2 separate regions of the Astyanax mexicanus genome follow, and region 2 is linked to region 1. The links are chromatin contacts, called in public Hi-C maps. All regions are on one chromosome and are shown on one strand. Each heading gives the region's core, a stretch centred on a gene start, on an enhancer-like site or on the middle of the called end of the contact. The rest is flanking DNA. Distances are from core to core; before and after follow the strand shown. Region 1 has its middle 8.0 kb from the start of egfl6. Region 2 holds the start of tmsb4x (thymosin beta 4 X-linked).

Region 1 (4,199 bases), core at 1,110-3,609:
TTCTTAACACCCCAGATCTTTGTCTTGTTCTGCAGTTTAATATAAATATTGTTATAAACGTTATTGCATGCTTAGATCTGTTGTTATTATTATTGTTATAAGACAGTAATAACACAATAATTAACAGTAATTAAATGGTTTACATAATGTGTGAAAGGGGGTTGATTTGCCATCTGGTTTTAACAGGTTTCTGATGTTTTAATTCAAGGTGAATCTTTATTATATGGAATTTTGCATTGATTCAAAGCTGAAGATTAACAATGTTTTAATAGTTTTGCGTTGATGGTGAATCAATGGTGAATTAACATTGATTTAATATGTCTTTTCTATCTATGGGTCCAATTCCCTTCAGAATTTTTGTATTCCCTGTGAATAAAAGTGTCTGAGGGTCTTAATTCTGGTTAGAAAACGTAAACAGGCATTATTTCTGCATCTGGTTGTTTTGGCTCTACTCTACTGAGGAACCTGAACATCTACTGCAGCTAAGCTCTAGTGTTTAAGCCTAGACAGACATAATAATAGATATCACCAGGATCAACCTAAACACTCACTCAGTGCAGAATGAGGTATAAGTAGGGGGTTGTTTTCTGTGTACATTGTTTTATAAAGACAGCTTGCTGTCTTGTAAAGCTTTAGATCCTCTGAAGCTTCTTCTCTAAAGCTGCTGGAGTGTCTTGGCCATGCTGGGTCATGTTGAACATCCTGAGAATGTTAGACGCGCTAATAGTCGACACTGGATCTGCTTCTCCGGCAGTGATTTCCACATAGCCTGAGGCTGGGTCAGTGTTTTCATTCTCCACCTCTTCCAGTGTTCAGTCTAGAGTGTGATTGTTTTTTTTGTGTGTTAACCATATTCGGGACCTAATTTTTGGTTTCGCCAATGGTCAGTTGTAAAATCTTACTTTAGAAGAAAAACACAGAACCTCTATAAAGTCAATAAAATCGTGTTCTTAGATATCTTGGGTTTGTAGATGTCTTGAAAGATAATCAAAGGACAAGTTTTGAGATTTATGTAGTACTAAAAATATATCTTAGCAATTTTAGCTTAGTTTGGCTTAGCTATGTCAAATTCTACTTATATGTGATATGTGTGCACGTTGTGCGTCTTGTGTACAGGTTTTAATTTTAGATGTACTTTTAGGGTTTACTGACAAAGCAGAGAAATACCTACCGAGGAAAGCAACAGCCACCAAAATTTGAATTAAAAGCTGCAATCCAAATCTAGAAGTTAAAATAAATAAAGGGGTGCTAATTTTTAAGCTACACTAAGCTAATCGATTATATGTGATTTTAGCTGACCAAGCTTAAATTTCGATTGGAACTGCATTGCCTGTTTTAATGCTAACTAGCTATCTCAGTGGATCAACACCAGCAGATGACAGACATGTCTCTCCAAATCATCACTGACCATCAGTAAATTTTACATTTCATTTAAAGGAAATCAAGGGAGCAGAGTCTGGAGGAAGAGTGGAGAGACACACAGTCCAAACTGCTTGAGGTCTAGTGTGAAGTTTCCACCAATCAGTGCTGGTGTTGGGTCTGAGTATTAGAATTAGAATTAGTTTGAAATCATCATGTACATTCAAGATATGACAATTTAAGTTGAAAAAAAAAATAAGCGTTTTTTTATTATTATAAATCAATAAAATATAAATTAAAAAAGATAGTGAAAACCAATGGATCCATTTTTGGGGCCCAAGTATATTATTTCACACGAGCCTTTAAAAAAATATTCTGAGCTGAACAGAGGTACCATGCTCTTCTCTCTCCTGCTGATGATGCTTTTTGATGGATTTTGGTGTTTTAACAGTTCTGCCACTAGAGGATGCTGTCAGCTTATCCTTTATTCTGGGCAGAACCCGTACTGTTGCTCTCTGCAGACAAAAGCTCAGCTCAGATCAGTAAAGAAGAGGGAGGAGACTCATCTCTGCTGCTTAGAAACTGAAGCCAGCATGTCATTTCCAACAGGGGAAGGTTTTTTTTGTTTTTTGTGTGTTCTGTGTTTCAGAAACACTATTTTTGTCTGTGGGTCTCTGAAGTGAAGCCATTGTTCGCTGTGGGAAAGCAGAACCTGAATTTCTGTTTTTGTCTTTAATCTCCTGAGCTGTCGATTCTGTTCTGTCAGTTCTGCTTTGTGACTTTCTCTCTCTCTCTCGCTTTCTCTCTCTGTCTGTCTGTCTGTTTCCCTCTCTTTTATTTAAAGTCTAGATCTCTCTGATGTCCTTCTTCTTCTTCTTTACCATGCTTTTTCTGCTGGCGAGCCTCTCGAGAGCAATTACTGCAGCTTCCCGAGGAGAGACGTTCGCCGCGTCTCCTTTTCTAACGTGGCCGATTCTGTCGTAATTAAGGCCGTAGCGTAGTGGCGGGCCTGCCCTTTCACGCTGACCTCTATCTATCACGTCTCTTCAGCGACAGACGGCTCGAGCTGCGTCTGAACGCCTTTGCCTATAAAAGGAGAGGAAGAAGACGGGTAGCGATTTATTTCGAAAGCCCCGTGTAACCACATCCTGCTCTTCAGTAGGAGCGCGTTCAGCGCGATGACAGAAACTGGCATGCTAACTCTGCAGATAGCAGCGCTTGGGAGGGAAACAGGGCGGCATATGAACTAGCGCTGATGGATTTGTTGTGTGCTAATGAGGCCAGAGCGAGCTTTGAGTGTTGGGATTGTGAAAGAGACAAAATAACACACAAAGCAAAGCTCTCCAAAGCTCTCGACCCACCGTGTGGCGCTATATTCTCACTACACTTACTGTAAAACAGGCCGAGGGTGAGAGCAGGAGAGATACAGTATGTAAAAGGGCTGAGAGATACAGTATCTTCCAGCTCTGATGAAACTAAACACTGCTCTACACTGAAAAAAAATAATGAGTAAAATTTACTTAAAAAACGTTTCCCAACTTTCTGCATTTGCTTTTTTTAAAGTAAATTTAATTTAATCTAATTTTAAGCAACTTTAACTCAGTTTACATAGAGTAAATAGGTGAACTGAGCTTCAGTCCATCCTTTCTTTTAGTAAACTTTACTTAATTTATGCATACAATTTGACCTAATTACAATTATTTCATTTATACAATATTACTCAAATAATCTATGATACATAATATATCATAACAAAAAAAAATGTTTTTAGTTAAAACACATATGATGCTGTCTCAACACATGGATGACATGTAATACATATTACATGTCATCCATGTGTTGAGACATAGAGTGAGACATAAATCTTTGAGATTATGTAAATAATTGAATGTGTGTTTTAACTAAAATTATTTAAATTTCAGTAATATTGTATAAATTAAGTAATTGTAATTAGGTAATATTGGATGCAGAAATGAAGTAAAGTTTACTAAAAGAAAGGATTGACTGAAGTTCAGTTCACTTATTTACTCTGTAACATTTAAGTCTTGAAACCGAGTTGAAGTTACTTCAATTTATCTGAAATTAAGTTTACTTAACAAAAAGCAAATGCAGAGAGTTGCAAAACATTTTAAAAGTAAACTTTAAGCATAATCTTTTTAGTGTAGGCCTGAGTTATCATGATGGGAGATGGGATAAGGAGAAGTGAGAAAGGGTGGGAGGGGGAGGAGGGGGGGGGGGGGTTTACTGACCCTTTATGACCTCCGGCAGTAACAGCTGGACTCTAGAGAATGAAACACAGATGCAGCAGCACTTCCTGTGCAGTTTTTTTTTTTAATGCAAAGTGGCAAAATCATAAAAAACATAAGAAACAATGTGTACCTCTTTTATAATAGACTTAGGGTTCACTTGCACTAGGCAGTACCTCCCAAAACATGGCTTGTTCGAATAGTGTGTTCACTCCAAATTGCTGAAGAGGTAGGCCAGACAGAGCACTTGGTTTACTTGGACTCGAGCACTGTATGCATGCAGTGTGAGCTGCAGTGCCCGTGTGATTCATGCCCGAGCACAGAAAAACATAATGTCAGTGATGCAACGTTCCTGTAAACAAAAATGGCGCTGTTGTGCCGAATTTAAGCACCCCCGCCAGGAAAAGCACCCTTCTCGGGAGCACATGCTATGTCGCTATGTATCTGTGTAACCGTGACTGAGTTGACCTTGACTTTTGCCGCATATTTCTAATTAAGTTAAAGAGGATTATCTCTGCTGTAAACCAAAAGAGACCGTGTGTGCATGCTCCTGAGAGAGGGTGCTTTTCATGGCGGGGGTGCTGAATTCAGAAC
Region 2 (4,493 bases), core at 1,739-4,238, 36 kb after region 1:
GTTATACTTAGATTTACTACTATTTGTTTATTCTAGTTTTAGCTGATTAATCTAGTTTTATAGTAATTAAAGCTTTTAGTTTGTAGTTGTTCAGTTCCTACATCTCAGAGATGTAGATTTAGAGGGAGAGAGTGAATAAAAATACTTCCATACAATTTTGAGCATCACAAAAACGTGAGCTATTGTTTATTAAAGGTTGAGTGTAAACTTTAAAATAACTTTGCTATATCAACACTAAGTCAACACCAAATTCAAATCCATCACTGTTTGTTCAAAGCTGAAAAGCCAACTGTATAGTACTTAAAATAGATTATAATGTGAGAGTTGAGTATATAATTTGTCCAAAAACATGCCATGTGTTCATTAGCTAAATGCTAAATCTGTGATTAGCATGCTTTGTCTCATTAGCGCTACGTTTCCTAGCCGCTGCAGTTCTCCGTCATAGTTTTCAGATAAGCGTCAAACTCTAAGCCCTGCGTTACAGTTTAGATCAGGACATTTTTCTAGGTCAGCTGCTCGAGAGCCGGGTGCCAAACACCGCCGGCAGACCTCCTCATCCACTTACAGACGCCGGCGGCCTAAAGCCTGCAAGTGTGTCAGTCGGACAGAGCGCAGTGTTATAGTGCTAAGTTCAGGTGAACGTGCATCAAACTGGGCTAATGCTCTTATTGCATTTAATGTGCACTGTGCTTAAAAACTCAAAAACTCGCTAGTATTACTTATTAATACACAATATTATTATTTTTTAGCTCTTTGCATCATTTACTAGGAAAATATTAGCCAATTCAAAACCGTGCAATATTATTATAAGTGTATTATTAGAGTATTATCAAAGCTACAAAGCTATTACAACATTTTTGATTTATTGCTGCATTTAATTTTTATTCATTTTTTATCAAAATCTAATCTACTCTAATCCAAATGTGCGAATAAAGTAAAATGTACTAAATGAACTCTCTCTCAGAGTTTAAGGGACTGACTCTTCAGAGCAAATTCACCCAATCCAGAATTAAAAATGACAAAACTCACCACCATAATTCATATATCTCTTCTTTTATTTGCATAAAAAAAGAAATTGTGCATTCCAAGGTTCGAACTCATACAAAAAAACTTTTGAAAATAAACATTTTTAAAAAAACAACAGACACTGCATGACTTAAAAGCATTTGACACAAGTTGACCCAGGCCGAGCCCGAGATAGTGGATGTGTAGGTCCCTGGACGGTGTCACTCAAACGCTTGGCCCCGCCTCCTCTCGCCCACTGCACGCATCGAAGGCCAAAACCAAACTTTGCTTCCTCACACACACACACACACACATACACACACACATGCATGCACACACTGCTGCTGCTGCTTCCTCATCTTCTTCCTCCTCTTCCTCATCGTCATCTTCATCTGTATGTTTTCACGCCACATGAATGGATGCACGCCAGCGCTCGCAGTGGTGCAGACATTTTTTTCTTTTTTAAATATTTAATCAAACACAACATTTAAAAAAGGGAAGGAGGTGCGGGGCACGAGGGGCTGTACAGTCATCTTTTTGTCTTTTTGATTCGTTTCTTTAACATTCGTCCAATCAGAATGCATCTTAGGTTTGTCAAATTGTGTTTTTTGTCTAGTTTTTTTGTTTTTGACGTTTCTCGTTAAAAGGTTAAACAGCTAAAAGGTGAAAAAAGAAGGCCATGTGGAATGTACAGTGCATAGTGGAGTCTCGACGCGGGGCTTCATGATGAGCCGGCCTGCTTCTCTTGTTCGATGGCTGGAAAAAAGAGGAACCAGAACACAATGGAAACGTTAATATGGATGGATTTGATGTTTTCGGTGCAAATATATATTTATATATTAATGCACACACACACACACACACACGCATTTATATGCTGTATACAAGCACACCTATTGTTCCTAAAACACATGCATTATTATTAATATGTGCATTTTTGGCATAAAAAAAATGGCATTACTGTACTAAATAATGTATAATTCACTCCTTACTCTCTTTTGACGGCAAAGGGTTCTTTTCCTGGGTCTCTGTCTTCTTCAGCTTGGTCTTGTCGAAGCTGGTGACTTCCTCCAGATTTGGTTTGTCAGACATGTTTGCGGTTGGTCTGAAACAAAAGAGAACAGAAGAGATCATGTGTTGAGCGGTTGAGCGATTGAGCGTCTCGATGCATTTCACCTTAATTATTATAAAAACTCAACCATAACCTTCAAAACTGGCTTGCATCTACGTATGTACAAGTATTCTACATCCATCCACAGCTGTATAAATGAGTTAGGCCTGCTCAAAAGGCCAGAATACAACAAAAGAGCTGTTTTGTCTCTTTTTTTTAAGTCAACAACATCTGGGGACACATCTGCCAATGCAGCTGTGGAGGTGCAATCTGCCGCCTCCGCCCTACCAATGCCAACTGAACAGATTTTAGAGGAGGGCCACTTTATATATATATATATATCTGTATAGTTGTATACATCTGTTGCTGTGTATTTTTAATTTCTACACAGCTGGACTGAGCTCCACAGCTTCTCAAACAAAGGAGCCTTCTAGGACTCTTCTAATTGTTTTGTCTATACTGACAATATGCTTTAATATCTCCTGCTGCATTACTTTTAACATTCCAGCAATAATCTGTTCTGATCACATAATAAAAATGATAAAAATTAAATCAACAGCAATAACTGGAGATAAATGTTGCTTTGTATAGCAATGCACTAAGTACAAAAATATAAAATATATATATATATAAATAAATAAAGCAGAGATTCTAAAAATTCATATATGTATATCTTATTTTTTTAAAGATAAGATTTACATGCATATATAAACAGTATTTGAGCCATAAAAAAGCATAATAAAATAAACTAAGCATTGCACTCACCAGGGTTTGTTGTGCTGGTTCTGCAGACGATGCAACCTCCTCGAGCTCCAGCTGCACTGTGCGCCAGCAGCTCCCAGCGCGCGCTTATATACTCCCTGTATGCAAATGTGGAGCATTGCGTCACACTCTTCCTTATTTCGAAATATCTGCTCTATTAAAAGCACAGAAAAAGTGTTTTTATCATCAGAAGCTCCGTAAAAACATATTCGCGTTAATAAACGCAGAAAACGCTTTTTAATCAGAGGGATTTTTTAGCACAAAAAGACGCGACGTCATCACTAAACACAGCCGTGTGGCCAACGCCCTCTGCCGGGCTGAGAAGTTGTGGAACGGCGGCACCAGGTGGCCACGGCTGGTACTGCAGGCTGTGATTGATATACATCATTATTAAATATTATATTTAATGTTTATTTCATACAAACACTGTGTAACTATACACGTTTTACTATAGACTTTAGGACTCTATTGTTGTTATTTTTACTGCCAAAATGTGTAATATACTGAATTTTAGCTCTATTTACCTAGTATAAAACATGCTGTGCATAGCTAAAAGAAATATATTTTCCAAATTTCGCTACTTTTATTAAGGAGTTATGTGTGTTCTCTTTTTATTTTATTTTCCTTTCTTTTTTCCTTTTTTCTTTTCCTTTCTTTTTTCCTTTTTTCTTTTCCTTTCTTTTTTGTTTATATTTTCTCCTTCCATTCCTTTTTTCTTTTACTTTCTTTCTTTTTTCTTTTCTGTTTCTTTCTTTATTTTTCCTTTTTATCTTTTCTTTTCCTTACTTTTTTCTTTTCTTCCCCTTTCTTTTTTCTTTTCTTTCTTTCCTTTCTTTCTTTCTTTCTTTCTTTTTATTTTATTTTATTTTCTTTTTCTTTCTTTTTTCTTTATATTGTTTTTCCTTCCTTTCCTTTTTTCTTTTACTTTCTTTATATTATTTTCCTTTTTTATCCATTTATTCAATCTGGATCGAACATAACGTAAAAGATCGGATTTGGGGCACATTTATTTTTGACTTCTCTACTCTTTATCTTCTGCTGTGTTTGGTTGCTTAAACTTTTTTGGACCCTGTTTACTTTAGATCTCTCTTCTTATGATCTATGAGTGTCTGAATTATGTCTATATTATGTCTGACCGTATTAATATTAATATGTATATAAAATATACATTAAAATAACGTTGCTGATATATGATCACATGCAATAACCAGAGCTTGGTCAGTTTTGACTGGTGTTTATTAGTGGATCAAATGCAGTCAACAACTTCTATTTAATGTATTACTTATGTGTGTTCTCTTTTTATTTTATTTTCCTTTCTTTTTTCCTTTTTTCTTTTCCTTTCTTTTTTGTTTATATTTTCTCCTTCCATTCCTTTTTTCTTTTACTTTCTTTCTTTTTTCTTTTCCTTTTTATCTTTTCTTTTCCTTACTTTTTTCTTTTCTTCCCCTTTCTTTTTTCTTTTCTTTCTTTCTTTCTTTCTTTCTTTCTTTCTTTCTTTCTTTCTTTCTTTCTTTCTTTCTTTCTTTCTTTTTATTTTATTTTATTTTCTTTTTCTTTCTTTTTTCTTTATATTGTTTTTCCTTCCTTTCCTTTTTTCTTTTACTTTCTTTATATT

Evidence for each region. Hi-C and Micro-C count contacts between places; a contact is called where the count stands out from the background.
Region 2: a contact with region 1 is called in a Hi-C map of muscle, with 16 times the contacts expected there. The contact joins the promoter of tmsb4x here to the enhancer-like site in region 1. A contact is called at or near these places in 2 of 3 Hi-C or Micro-C datasets (both in muscle).

Annotation. Positions count from the first base shown.
Region 1 is chr11:1,375,987-1,380,185 of AstMex3_surface, forward strand. No RefSeq gene overlaps it. Among protein-coding and RNA genes, the nearest start is that of egfl6, 8.0 kb to the left of the region's middle. Within about 2 kb of position 2,360, the one cell type or tissue checked has an H3K27ac peak away from gene starts, as active enhancers do.
Region 2 is chr11:1,411,855-1,416,347 of AstMex3_surface, forward strand. It overlaps tmsb4x (thymosin beta 4 X-linked), which reads right to left and starts at 2,989. Exons shown (of 3, transcript XM_007227706.4): 1 at 2,882-2,989; 2 at 1,998-2,110; 3 at 1,038-1,761. The coding sequence starts at 2,097. The coding sequence ends at 1,727.